Linked DNA regions of Hordeum vulgare: region 2 is linked to region 1. The links are chromatin contacts, called in public Hi-C maps. All regions are on one chromosome and are shown on one strand. The core of a region is the stretch at or near the end of the contact, and the rest is flanking DNA. Distances in the headings are between cores, read along the strand shown.

Region 1 (6,107 bases), core at 2,212-4,711:
GGTCAACCATTGAATTTAATAAAGGAGAAGAAAAACAAAAATCATAAAATCATAAAAAATGAAACAAACTGAGATTAAAAAAAACATGGATTTCGAAAAAGATCATCCAATTTTTATATAGTTAAACAAATTTTGGAAAATTCACAAAAAAAATTAAAGTATTCATTCATTTGAAAAAAATCATCATTTTTTTAAAAAATACATCAGTTTGAAAAAATGTTCATCAAATCTTTCTAGAATCATCCATTGAAAAAAATATATCTGAAAAACAATTGACGACCGCTCACACATGTTCCACACGCGGAAGGAAGCATAATATTATGAAAATGAATGGAATACTTGCAATCTGGGTAATCCAGATTGTAATAGGCACTTTTATGGGATACATACTACCTTGGGGTCAGATGAGCTTTTGGGAGCAACAGTAATTACAAGCTTAGCTAGCGGCATACCAGTAGTAGGAGTAAACATTGATTTTGAAAATTTTCATCAAACTCAAAAAAAGTTCACCAAAACATGAAAAAAATTCATGTAATTTAAAAAAAGTTCATCAAATTTTTAAAAGTTCACCAAATCAGAAAAAAAATCATCAGTTTGGAACAAATGTTGATCTGAAAAAATGGATCACGGACTTTTTAAAAGTTAATGTGTTTTGAAAAAAGGTTCATCGATTTTGCAAAAGTTTCATCCAATATAAAAAAAGTTTATTATTTTGAAAAAAGTTCATCAAACTTGAAAAAATAATTCATCAATTTGAAAAGAAGTTCATTAGATTCGGAAAAATGTTCAAAAAATTTAAAATAGAGAAATTGCAAAGTACGTGCATTTATCACTTATAAAAGAGTAGAAATAAAGAGAGAAAAATAAAAAATCATTAGTTTTTAAAAAAGTGCTAAAAAATGAAAAAAAAAATCTGCAATCATAAGAAAACGTTCAAAAAAATTGAAAAAATTCATCCGCTTTGAAAATAAAATTTACCAATTAGGAAACAAAATTGATTGTTAAAGAAAACGACATAAAAACCAAATAAAAACATCCAAAACATGACAAACAAACTATGCTTAAAAATGTGATCGGAAAAACCAAATGAAAGGAACATAAAAAAGCAAATATATGCGAGTGGATAACGTAGCTTAGTGGTTGCTGCTCTAAGCTAATTGGAGCGAGGTTGCCGTTCGAAAACTGAGTGATGTAGTATTTTTGGTTTTATAACAGAAAAACGCTCCCGCTCCTTTGAATGTGGGCACGGATGTCTTCCTCCTCTGTTGTAGTGCACTCATACTTTAGCGAACGGCGACGGGAAAGGAAGATTGACAGGCTCCCAGGAGCACCGCGATTAGCCAGTCCCAGAGGATTCGAGCGCCCGTTGTGCCAACGCAGTCGACCCACGCCACACAGATGTTGCCATCGGTTGCGTGCAGTCCCCCCAACATAATGCAGATGGCAGTTGCCTCCTCCAACCCATTCGGGAGCACACATTGGTCGATGGATCCGCACTAATCGGGGTCAGATCCACTTCTAGCATGTCAAAGAAGGCTGGAGATCGTCTGGCAGGAGCTTGGGTGGCGGAGTGAAGTAGAGTAGATTGGAGAGAGTTTGGTCCAAAAAACGGATAGGGACGAATAAATATAAGGTCGGGTGGGCCAGCATGGGACATGCCCGACGTAGCGGACACGTCCGATTGCGCATGGGTCTCCCATATCCGCACCATGTTCGGTCGCTCGCAAGTGCACATATTTTGACACCATCGGTTTTCATGAATACATGATAAATACGCTATGTCATACATCAAGGTTCGACTCCGAGTATGCTTGCAATTTTAAATTTTGTGGGGAACTCCTATGTGCCGCCGTGTTGCGGCAAATTGCCACCGATTCGCATATGAAGGGTGCTAGACAAGTGACTAGGCCGGCCCATTTAATCAGCTCGTTTTTTATTCTTCTCTTTTCCCACTTTTTTGCTTTTTATTAACTTCTTTTCCTTTTTCCCTTTTCCTTTTTTCTCTTATTCTTTATTTTCTATTGTGTTTCTCTCTCTCTTTTTTCTAACAAGTTACTGCTTTGAATTTGTTTGAATTTCTAGAACTTGAACAACTTTTGTTTTTACGAACAAAATTTATAAATGGACATCTTTTTTCCGATGAATTTTCAAAAACACAAACATTTTTTGCATATGTGAACTATGGTTGAACTATTATTTTTGTTTCAAAACAGGTACTCCCTCCGTCCGGAAATACTTATCCTAAAAATATATAAAATGGATGTATCTATAACTAAAATAAGTCTAGATACATCTACTTCTAGGACAAGTATTTCCGGACGGAGGGAGTACAAATTTTCAAATTCTGATAATTTTCTAAAATGCAAACATTTTTGGGAAAACGGATGCTTTTAAAATTTAAGATTTGAATTGGTAAAATGGAAAAAAAATCTGAACAATTTCTAAAATACACGAACATTTTTGGAAAACATAAACAATTACATAATATATGAACGAATTGAAAAACACAAGCATTTCAAAAATTTACAATGTATTTTGTGAAAAAACATTTTTCGACATTTGGTAACACTTTTTGAATTGGGAACATTTTTTGAAATTATGCAAACCTTTAAAAACAGGAACACTTTTGAAAAAGCAATCATTTTTTCGAGAACATTTTTAAAAATTTGAGAATATTTTCAATCATAATTGTTTTCACAATACACGAACAAAATTTGGACAAGTTTTCAATTTCTGAGCAATTGTTTCATAAAGAGAAACTTTTTTCGTAATACAGGAATATTTTTTTATGAAAATGTGAAAGTCAGATTTTTTTGTTGAAAAATGTCACTAATTTATGAAAAAATGAACAATGTTTGAAAAATCATGTAATTTTTTGAATACGAGAAAAATTATTGAAGCACGAACTTTTTTGAAAATATGAACACCTTTTGAAAGCAAGAACATTTTTTTTCATTTCCATATAATTTTTTGAAGCACGAACAATTAAATATATATAATGAACACGAGAATATTTTTTTAAATTGAAACCAAAAATTAGAAAATGTAAAAAAAAAAGGTAAAGGAAAACAAATGAAAATGAAAACACTAAAAACTTTAGAAAAATAACATTTTTACAAAAACACTGAAGATGGTTTGAAAATATCAAACATTTATTTAAAATCCCGAACCTTTTTTGAAGTTACATATTTTTTTTTTCAAAAATGGCAATTACTTTTAGTTCATAAGATTTATATAAAAGTAAGAACATATGCTGAATTTCAAGAATAATTTTCAATCTAGAACTTAGTTTAATAAAATAAAATAACGTTATAAAAAACAGAAAAAAACAGAAAGGAAAAAAAGGAAAAGGCAAAAACTGGGCAAAAATAAAAAAACTGGTTCAGGAAACCTCTTACAATGAACCCAAAATTAGTGACAACAGAAACTGGGCCGGCCCAAAGGTTCTCCTGGGGATGTGCTTAGCTTCGTTTATTCGCCGCAAAATGCGGTCAATATGGAAAGCTCCTAGTTGGCGTTTGTGGCGCCAACTAAGGTAGCTGGCGCTCACAACCGTCAAATTATTGGCAGACCCATGTGGCGAACGCTCAACTAATGAATCGTGAATGCAATCAATCGCTCGGCCCAATGCTGTTCTGAACTTTCGCAATTGACCAATTGATTGAACAACCATTGACTTTAATAAGAAAGAAGAAAAAATAAAATCATAAAATCCTAAAAAATGAAACAAATTGAGATTTAAAAAAAGTTCATGAATTTTGAAAAAGAACATCCAATTTTTATTAGGTTAATTGAATTTTAAGAAAAGTTCATATTTTTCTAAATCATTTATTTGAACGAAAGTTCATCAACTTTTTTAAAAAAAATCTATCAATTTGAAAAAAAATCATTATTTTATTTCAAGAATCAACCATTTAAATCAAGTTCAATATATTTGAAAAAAGTTCGTTGATCTTGTAGAAAAGTTCATCAAATTTGTAAAATAAACATTGATTTCGAAAAATTTCGTCGAATGCGGAAAAAGTTCACCGAATCTGAAAAAAGTTCATCAATGTTAAAAAAAAGTTCATCTTAAAAAATTGTTCACGAACTTCTAATAAGTTAACGTATTTTACAAAAAGTTTATCGATTTTGCAAAATTTTCGTCTAATTTCGAAAAAAGTTCATTATTTTAAAAAAATGACATCAAACATGAAAAAATAGTTCATCAATTTGAAAAGAAGTTCATCCAATTCGGAAAAAAAATCAAGAATTAAAAATAGCTCATCAATTTAGAAAAAATAGCAAAATGAAAAAATACGTGCTTTTATGAATTCTTAAAAAATGCTAAATTAAAGAGGGAGAAAATTAAAATTTCATTAGTTTTTGATAAATTTCAAAAAAAGAAATTCAGCAATCAAAAGAAAACGTGCATAAAAAATCTAAATATTCATCCGCTTTGAAAATGTAATTTGCGAATTAGAAAAAAAACCACGTATTTAAGAAAACAACATAAAACCAAATAAAAATGTATAGAAAATATGCATGAAAAAACATGAGTAGAAAAACCAAATAAAGGTACAAAAAAAGCAAATATATGCGAGTGGATAATGTAGCTTAGTAGTTGCTACTCTAAGCTAATTGGGGAGAGGTTGCGGGTCAAAAACCTGAGTGCTGCAGTATTTTTGGTTTTAAATAGAAAAAGGGAGAACCTATATATGGTCCGGCCCAAAGCACAACGAGTGGGGGGGGGGGGGGGGGGGGGGCGGTGATGCAGGCGTCGGTTTGTAAAATGGCCTATAACCAATGTCTGTGGCGCTAAATAGGATTCACCGTGAATATTGTTTTCTCATTTTTTGTGTCTGGGTTGACAAAACGACGGTTGAAAAGGCATGGGCGGACCTGAAACATATGGGCCGGCTTTCTTTGCACGTACATCATTTTTTTTTCTCGAGATCAATGGAAAAACGAAGTCGTTATTATTTGAACAAGCATGAACCAAAAAATATTACCATCTTGGATAGTAAAAGTTCATAAAAACAAAAATATATGTCGGTGAATGAATCCTAAAATTTAAGAAATGCACCTTAATTTATTTGTAAGTATGGATTTACAAAGATTCAACATTCAAATTTCAAGTCCATACATTATGGCACACGCGGTGACATCAGTTAGAAATCATCCTTCAATGTTGAGGCGAGAGGCCCAACTCTTGTAAGACCTTGGCCTATTTTTCGTTGTATTCTTATGAATAAAAAATTCAAGTAGGAGGAACAAAACATTAATACACATGGAAGAGGTATTTTTCCCAAGAATGGAAAATTTGAATTCACAACCACACATGGACAGAGAATTTAAAGACTATGTGGAACCACTAATTGGCAGCGAAGGAACAAGCCTCATTTGCACGAGGTACAAAATACATAGAGAAAATGGAACAAAACCATGACTACAACTGGGACACAAAAAGTTAGTGCCAAAGGAACACAAATCACATCTACAAAACAAAAGGTTGAAGTGGGAGGAATAAAAAATTAATGCGCTCATGGATTAGAACAATCGTAACGATGGGTGGAACAAGAATTCATCACGACTACAAATGAAATAATGTTTTTGGGCACAAGTAACAAACTTCGTGTGCACGAGGACCAAATGAATGAAATTGAAATCATGAAGATGGATATTTAGCATCCTAGGAACAAAACTCACATCTATGCGGAACAAAATATTTGGATGATTGGAAAAACATCACATCTACACGGAACAAAAAAATTGCAACTATACATGGAACAGAAAAATAAATGTTGCAAGAGAAGTATTTTTTGGAGTAAATAAATGTAAGGAAAGGTAATTAAATCATGGAGAAAAATATAAAATAACTAAAAATAGAACTAATATTATATTAGAAACTGAAGTAAGGTGGATTGAGCATATCTCAGATTGTGAGGTTCCTTGTAGTGTGTAACGCCAAAAATGCGGTACTATCCTCGCGACGGCTCCAGGGCATTTCGGATCGCTTCGCGAGAATGGATATCATCAAAATACATGTAAAGAAGAGATGAGTATAAGGAGTTGGGTTACACTAGCCACAAGCTGCAACATGAATATCTCAAATACATCAATACATA
Region 2 (6,579 bases), core at 552-3,051, 790 kb after region 1:
CCACAGGGTTTTTAAAGGAGATGATTCCAAAGTATGATTTGCAAGAACAATCAAGGATTAGGGGAGTGTTAGGATTTAATTACTTTGTAATTAGAGATAATCCTTGTTGTAAGGAAGCGCACAGTGCGGAAGCCTCTCCAGGAAACCGTCACGTCGTTTGTTCGGGAACATCTCCTGGCAACCGCTCTTTCTAGGGACTCCCATCCCTGGCACCTGTTCCCCTTTATAAATAAATTTGTTGGTCATCAATAGAATAGTGAGTTCGATTAAATTGTTCTTTCACATGCTCGTCTCTGTATTTAGGTATAGAGGGAGTATGACCATAGTTCAACTTGCAATGCATGCACGTTACATTATTTTATTTAACGTTTGACGCTTGCCCTCGTGGCTCCAGCGCCAAAAGTCCCTACCGAACACACAACGGTACTACTGCCACACAAAACACTACCAGCTGACTCCGAGACTAACACGCCACACTTGCTCGTACTACAGACTCGCACACCACGGGCACACTTCACCCTGTTCTTCCCGAGCTTCTCCAACCTCGATCTAGCTATTGACGATGGTACCACCTGCAACCCGTTAACACGCAAAAAACAATTGATTAACATTGATCCTAGCTGCAATGAATTTCATGGCCAAGATGGGAAGAACCAACGACGTGCTGGTGAAGGGTTTACCGTTGGGGTGGAGGATCTGGCCGGAGATGTAGGAGGAGTCCTGCTCGCTGGCAAGGAAGACGAAGCTGGGCGCGACCTCGCTGGGCTGCCCGGCGCGCTTCATGGGCACCTCGGACCCGAACTGCTTCACCTTCTCCTCCGGGAAGGAGGCCGGGATGAGGGGCGTCCAGATGGGCCCCGGCGCCACGCCGTTGACGCGGATCCCCTTCTCCGCCAGCTGCATCGACAGCGCGCGGGTGAAGGCCACGATGGCGCCCTTGGTGGCCGTGTAGTCCAGCAGCGTCGCGTTGCCCTTGTACGCGTTCACGGAGGTGGTGTTGATGATGCTGGACCCGGGCCCCATGTGCTTCACGGCGAACTTGGTCATGAGGAAGTAGGAGAAGATGTTGGTGCGGAACACGCGCTCCAGGTCCTGCTCGGTGATCTCGGTGATGCAGGGGCGGACGTACTGCTCGGCCGCGTTGTTCACGAGGATGTCCACGCGGCCGCCGTGCGCGTTGGCCACCTCCTCCACCACCCTGCGGCAGTTCTCCTCGTACCCGAGGTCGCCCGAGAGCGCCTTGGGCTCGCCGGCGCCGGTGCGGGACTTGATGTCGCGGAGCGCCTGCAGGGTCTCCTCCGCGTCCTTGTCCTCGTGCCCCTTCACGTACGTGAAGTTCACCGTCGCGCCCTCCAGCGCGAGGCACAGGCACACCGCGCGCCCGATGCCCGAGTCGCCGCCGGTCACCAGCGCCACCTTGCCCTGCACGCGCACCCAACATCAACACGCATATCAATCAAACCGCAGCTGAACGCACGGAAGGCCATCGACAAGCAGTGGTAAATAAAACCGATTTACCTGGAGCTTGTTGGCCGACTTGTAGTTCTTGATGATGGCCTCGGGGCGGGGGTCCATGGCGTGCTCCTTGCCGGGCTGGCAGTCCTGCTGCTGCGGCGGGAACTTCTGCGACGCCATTGCTCTGGTCCCCCGGCGAGCGGGCGGTGCTCTTGGCGACGACGCGGCGAACGAAGCTAGCGCTCTGGTGGTGGGGAGGGGACGCAGCTGATTCGGTCGGAGACGGTGAAGAAGAAGGAGAAACGGCTGGGCTCTGGTGGGTGTTGCGAGGAGTGCGCTCATGGCACGGTGGAAGGCACTGGGTGGCAAGGGGCCGATATAAAGGTGCAACGAAGCAGCGCGGGCATGGCGCGTGGCGACGGACGTGGCACGAGTCTCGCAGCTGTCGCCGCCACGTGGTGACACCGCTCGTGTCCGAGTGACCGAGTGTAATCCGAGCTGCACCGCACGCCGCTTAGCGTGAAGCTGCTGCTACATGTTTCTGGGCGATGAGACAGTCGATCGATCGCCATTGTTGATCCTGTGGTCCGGCCGACCTGATGGTAAACGGGCCTAGAAGCCCACTAGAGCCCACAATCATAACACTTGTGGGCCGCCCATTTCTCTTACCTAGCCCGCAAGCACAACGCCACAAACTTCCTCTCTCTCGCTCTCTCGCCAAAAGGGAAACGGCGGCGACTCCTCACTCCTTGGAATCAGATTTCCCACTCCCCATCGGCCGCCATGGCGATGGCGTTGGCAACCCCACCCCGCTTCCAGATCTCCAACTAGATCGTTTCGCCATGGAGCACCGCGACGGGGAGATCGCCGCCAAGCGACCACCCAAGCGTTCCGACGGCGGCGACGGCCGCAGCGAGGACCGCCTCAGCGCGGTTCCCGACGACCTCCTTATCAACATCCTTCTCCTGGTCCGCGACGCCGCCGCCGCCGCGCGGACCAGCGTCCTCTCCCGCCGCTGGCGCCGCCTCTGGACGCTGCTCCCGGAGCTCCACTTTCTCCCCCACAATGATCCCCACCGCATACGCCTCGCCCTCGCCGCCCATGAGGCGCCGGCCCTACGCTTCCTCGACGTCGCCGTCATTGACGGCACCCCGGAGTCCATGGTGTCCTGGCTTCAAATTGCCGCGCGCCGCCTCTCCGGCCATCTGGTTCTCATCAACACCGAGCAGAACACCTCGTTGGACGAGCCTGGCGAAGGAGGCGCATTCGAGCTGCCCTGCTTCGAGAACGCCATGTCAATCAGCCTCGAACTAGGCCATCTCGGGCTCGGCCTCGCCGTGCCGTCTTCGGGTGTATTCGCCCGGCTCACCAATCTCTTCCTGAATCGCGTCCGGCTACATGGTCCGTCAATGCTCGGTGACGCTGTCTCCTGGCCACGGTGCCCATCCCTGCGGAGACTCATCGTTCATAATTCCTGGGGTGTGCGCAACTTCGCAATCCACTCCGATTCTCTCCTTGAAATAGACCTGAGGGATCTTCGGTCAGATAATCCCCTTGGTCTGGGCAGCTTCACCATTCGTTCAGACTCTCTACTGCGAACGAGGCTGATGAGTCTGCGTGGCTTGGAGCAGCTCACTGTTATGGCGTCGGCACTCCAATTTCTAAGTGTGAGCTCCTGCATTTCGTATAGTTCGAGAGGTAATCAACCGTCTGCAAACATCTTGGCCCCTCAGCTGACATGCCTCCTGTGGATGGATTATTATCATCCAAGCTACACCCAGCTTAAAATGGAAAATCTAGAACGGCTGAGCACCAACCTTTTTTTTGTATATGGACAAGAGTCGCACAAGATGTACAATAGTAATTGTACAAGGCTTCTACGGCGCTTTGAGGTTATCTGGATTCTCAAATTAACACTTTTCTATCTGCCGGTGAGTTCACTTACACAATACTAGTAAACTGCAACTTTCCTAGTAGTGTGGTGCCGTGGTCATGGAATGGACCTTCCTGGTTCATTCCCGGATGCTAATGACAAGCACACATGTAGTCCTATAATTGTAAATTGCACAAGCACACATGTAGTCATATACTTGTAAATTGGACAAAAACTCTCGTAGTACTTGATGTAAATTGGACAAGAACTCATGTAGTCTTGGCCTCATTGTTGAACTGAGATCTTGGCGTTCACTCGGATGAAACGTTCCCTGCCTCATGCCATGGCTCACATTCGCCTATCCTGCTCCTTAACGGAGAGTTGCTGTATTGTGTGGTACAGTTTAGAGATATCGGGAAGACAAAGAGTAACAGTATGCTGAGATAGGTGTGGACACGTGGCATATTCTAAGGTGGGTCTAATTTCATGATAGAAAAGACCAGGTCTCATAGGATCATTTTCCGTCCTTTATCCTTCCTAGCAGCTTCATTCCCATGAGATAGTGTTATTTTTATTGCCTTTGATCAGTTAGCGTTGAGATTACAAACTACTGCTGCTGCACTAGTATATTGGTAATTTAAGATGGCACATGAGGTCGGTCTTGCTAGCGTAAAAAAACGACCTCCACCACTGCACTAATATATTTGTTATTCATATGATGGCTCATCACCTCAGACTTGCTAGCATAAAAGAACCATTTGTTGTCTGTTATTGAATTTCTAAACAAGGTGCTTGTGTCCTTTCCATTTATATATGTCATTTTATGCGACTTCCCATGGCTCCACTGCAGGAAGTTACTAACCATGAGTACTTGATGGAGGGCATTACAAAACACCCAAACATTGCATTCATGGCCCTGGAAATAGTGGCAAATGGACATTCCTTTGGAGCCAGTTCATTCCATGTCCTCAGCATGTGTGTTGGTGTCAGAAAGTTGTCTCTTAAACTTCTTGACACACATGGCTATCCGGTGGTAATATTATCCTTACTTTGTTTATCTAATAATATCTTAGTACACATATTTATTTCTTGGCACGCCTAAGCTTTAACTGCTAGTTGCCCTACTCTATGTGTTGATTTGATACCGGTGCTTTGCTCCAAATTATGTGACAAATATATGGCATATGTATCTCCCAAAGAAAATGCATATTACTCAAGGTGTTGGTAACATCATAGGTTTCCCATTTTGGGGGCCCTGTTAGACCCCATTTCCAGCTCCCCAAAAACTGTTTAGGGATCCCATTTAGGGGCCCTGCTGGAGATGCTCTTACAGGGAGGAGATGGTGATGTTGCAAGATGGGGAGGTCGCCAGCAGTGGCGTACCCTGAGCAGAAATGAGCCAGTGCCCAAATATAAGCCATACATGTTTCTCACTTAGAATTGGGGTGTTGCAAAGTTATACATAGAATATTAAGAAAAATAAAATTTGGCATGGTGTACTGTGCACCATGATACGCCCTCCCTGACCACTAGGGACGGAGGTGGGCGAGGTGGTATAGGAAAGGTAAAGGGGTCAATAGCTCATGTGCGACGTTTTTCCTGCGAATTGGCTGCAAAGCGACATCGTTCGCAAGAACAGCTCTGCTGCGACATCTCTCTGCGCACAAATAGCCCAGACACGACATGGCCCTTAAGCACAATCTCTGTCAGGATTAGGTGGAGCCGGGCGGGACCCACAGCTTATCCACGTCGGCGTGGGACCCAGATGGAGGCGACTACGGTTAAATAGTTTTCCCCTGTGCGCGCATCCTCCCTCTTCTTCTTCGGCGATGAAGCACGACAACCCTGGCGAGCTTCGATTCAGACAAGCATATTTACAATCATTCAACCGAAATCGACCGAATTCAAACAACATAGATAGATTTTAGCAAACATAGCAGATAATTTGGTTCGATTACACACGGAGTAGTACCGGTAGTTCTAATGGCGGGCTCGTCGGAGCAAAAGCCACACGGAGTACTTCGATTACATAACTCTACACGGGTATCCCGCAGCTCCTACCCCTAGTTAGATCTCCAAAATTGGGCTGACCTGAGCCCCAGAGGTGCTCAGTCGGAGTCGGAGGCGGTCCACCCCCTGTCGGCGCGAGATTTCTTGATGGCTTGGTGGAAGCGGAACTCGTTGAGCTCGTCTTCCATCTGCCGACGCGCGACGAGCTGCCGCGGCTCGTCCTTGGTGCGCTCCATAATCTCGACGATGACGCCGTCGAGGTCGCCGTCGTCGACGTAGTCTTCGGGCAGAAAGCCGAGGCGCCCGGGGCGTGATACCAAGCCATGCTCCTTCCCCTCCCTCTTCGGAGGCGGCAACGGTGCGCGTGCAATGGCGGAGCTCCCCGCGCCACCCGCGCCAGATGAGCCACCAGGCGGTCATATTCCTCCACCTCGCGCCGATCGAACGCACGCAGCGGTGCGAGCCCCTAGTTCGTGTACTTGCGCGCGCCGCGCTTCCGAGCAGCGTCGGAAGCAACCCGCGCCGCCCGTTCCGGGTAAGAGTCGGGCGCCGGCCGCTTCGCACCATTCCGATCCTTGTCGGAGCGGTTTCTGTCGCTTGAATGGCCGCCGCGCAAGCTGGAAGATCCGGGCCTCATGATCGTCGTACGGCGACGCTTGGTCTGCGGCGGCGGGGCTGGATTGTGTGGTTTTGGTGGTCGCCGGGGGCGAGAGTGACGCAGATCTGGATGTGTAAATAGCTAGGGTACGACACATTTGACCGTATAACTAGAGGATTTAACTAGTGAGACTGACATCCCTGGCCCACGGGTTAGATTGACCGGTCAGCCCCCCACGTGAGCATGAATAAACCTTTTCTATTTACTGAATAATCCAGAAAATGCTATAAACTTGTAAATTCAATATCTTTTGTAATGCAATTCATTTATATGGAATTGTCTAACACATCTAAATGTAATTGTCAACACATCAGTACCCTATACATCATGTTACACACCCAAAACCACTTGTCAAATTCATTTTCATGTTTGAAACTTGTTTAAATGTTGGTAAAACTTAGGTTTGACCCAGTTTGAAATGAGCATAAAAATTCAAAAAAAAAATCAAAAAATTGGAAAACCAATGCACATGTTCTTACTTTGTAATATACTAACAGCTCAAATTGATTTGGCTGTTTTAGACATGGTGGACAAAAAAGCTTGCTTAGAAATGGGTTGTTTACCTTACCTTTGGAGCTAATTT

The links. Hi-C and Micro-C count contacts between places; a contact is called where the count stands out from the background.
Region 2: a contact with region 1 is called in a Hi-C map of leaf, with 4 times the contacts expected there. The contact joins the promoter of LOC123424293 here to the enhancer-like site in region 1. A contact is called at or near these places in 1 of 6 Hi-C or Micro-C datasets (leaf) and 1 of 1 datasets of contacts at active chromatin or transcription factors (embryo).

Annotation. Positions count from the first base shown.
Region 1 is chr1H:62,757,875-62,763,981 of MorexV3_pseudomolecules_assembly, forward strand. No RefSeq gene overlaps it. Among protein-coding and RNA genes, the nearest start is that of LOC123396629, 380 kb to the left of the region's middle. Within about 2 kb of position 3,462, at least 3 of the 3 cell types and tissues checked have open chromatin away from gene starts, as enhancers often do. A contact at or near this core is called in leaf, where this site is marked.
Region 2 is chr1H:63,552,774-63,559,352 of MorexV3_pseudomolecules_assembly, forward strand. LOC123424293 (glucose and ribitol dehydrogenase homolog) reads right to left here and starts at 1,802. Exons shown (of 3, transcript XM_045107949.1): 1 at 1,519-1,802; 2 at 681-1,422; 3 at 299-572. The coding sequence starts at 1,797. The coding sequence ends at 550. LOC123424309 (putative F-box/FBD/LRR-repeat protein At5g56810) reads left to right here and starts at 2,174. Exons shown (of 3, transcript XM_045107950.1): 1 at 2,174-3,386; 2 at 4,179-4,361. The coding sequence starts at 2,298.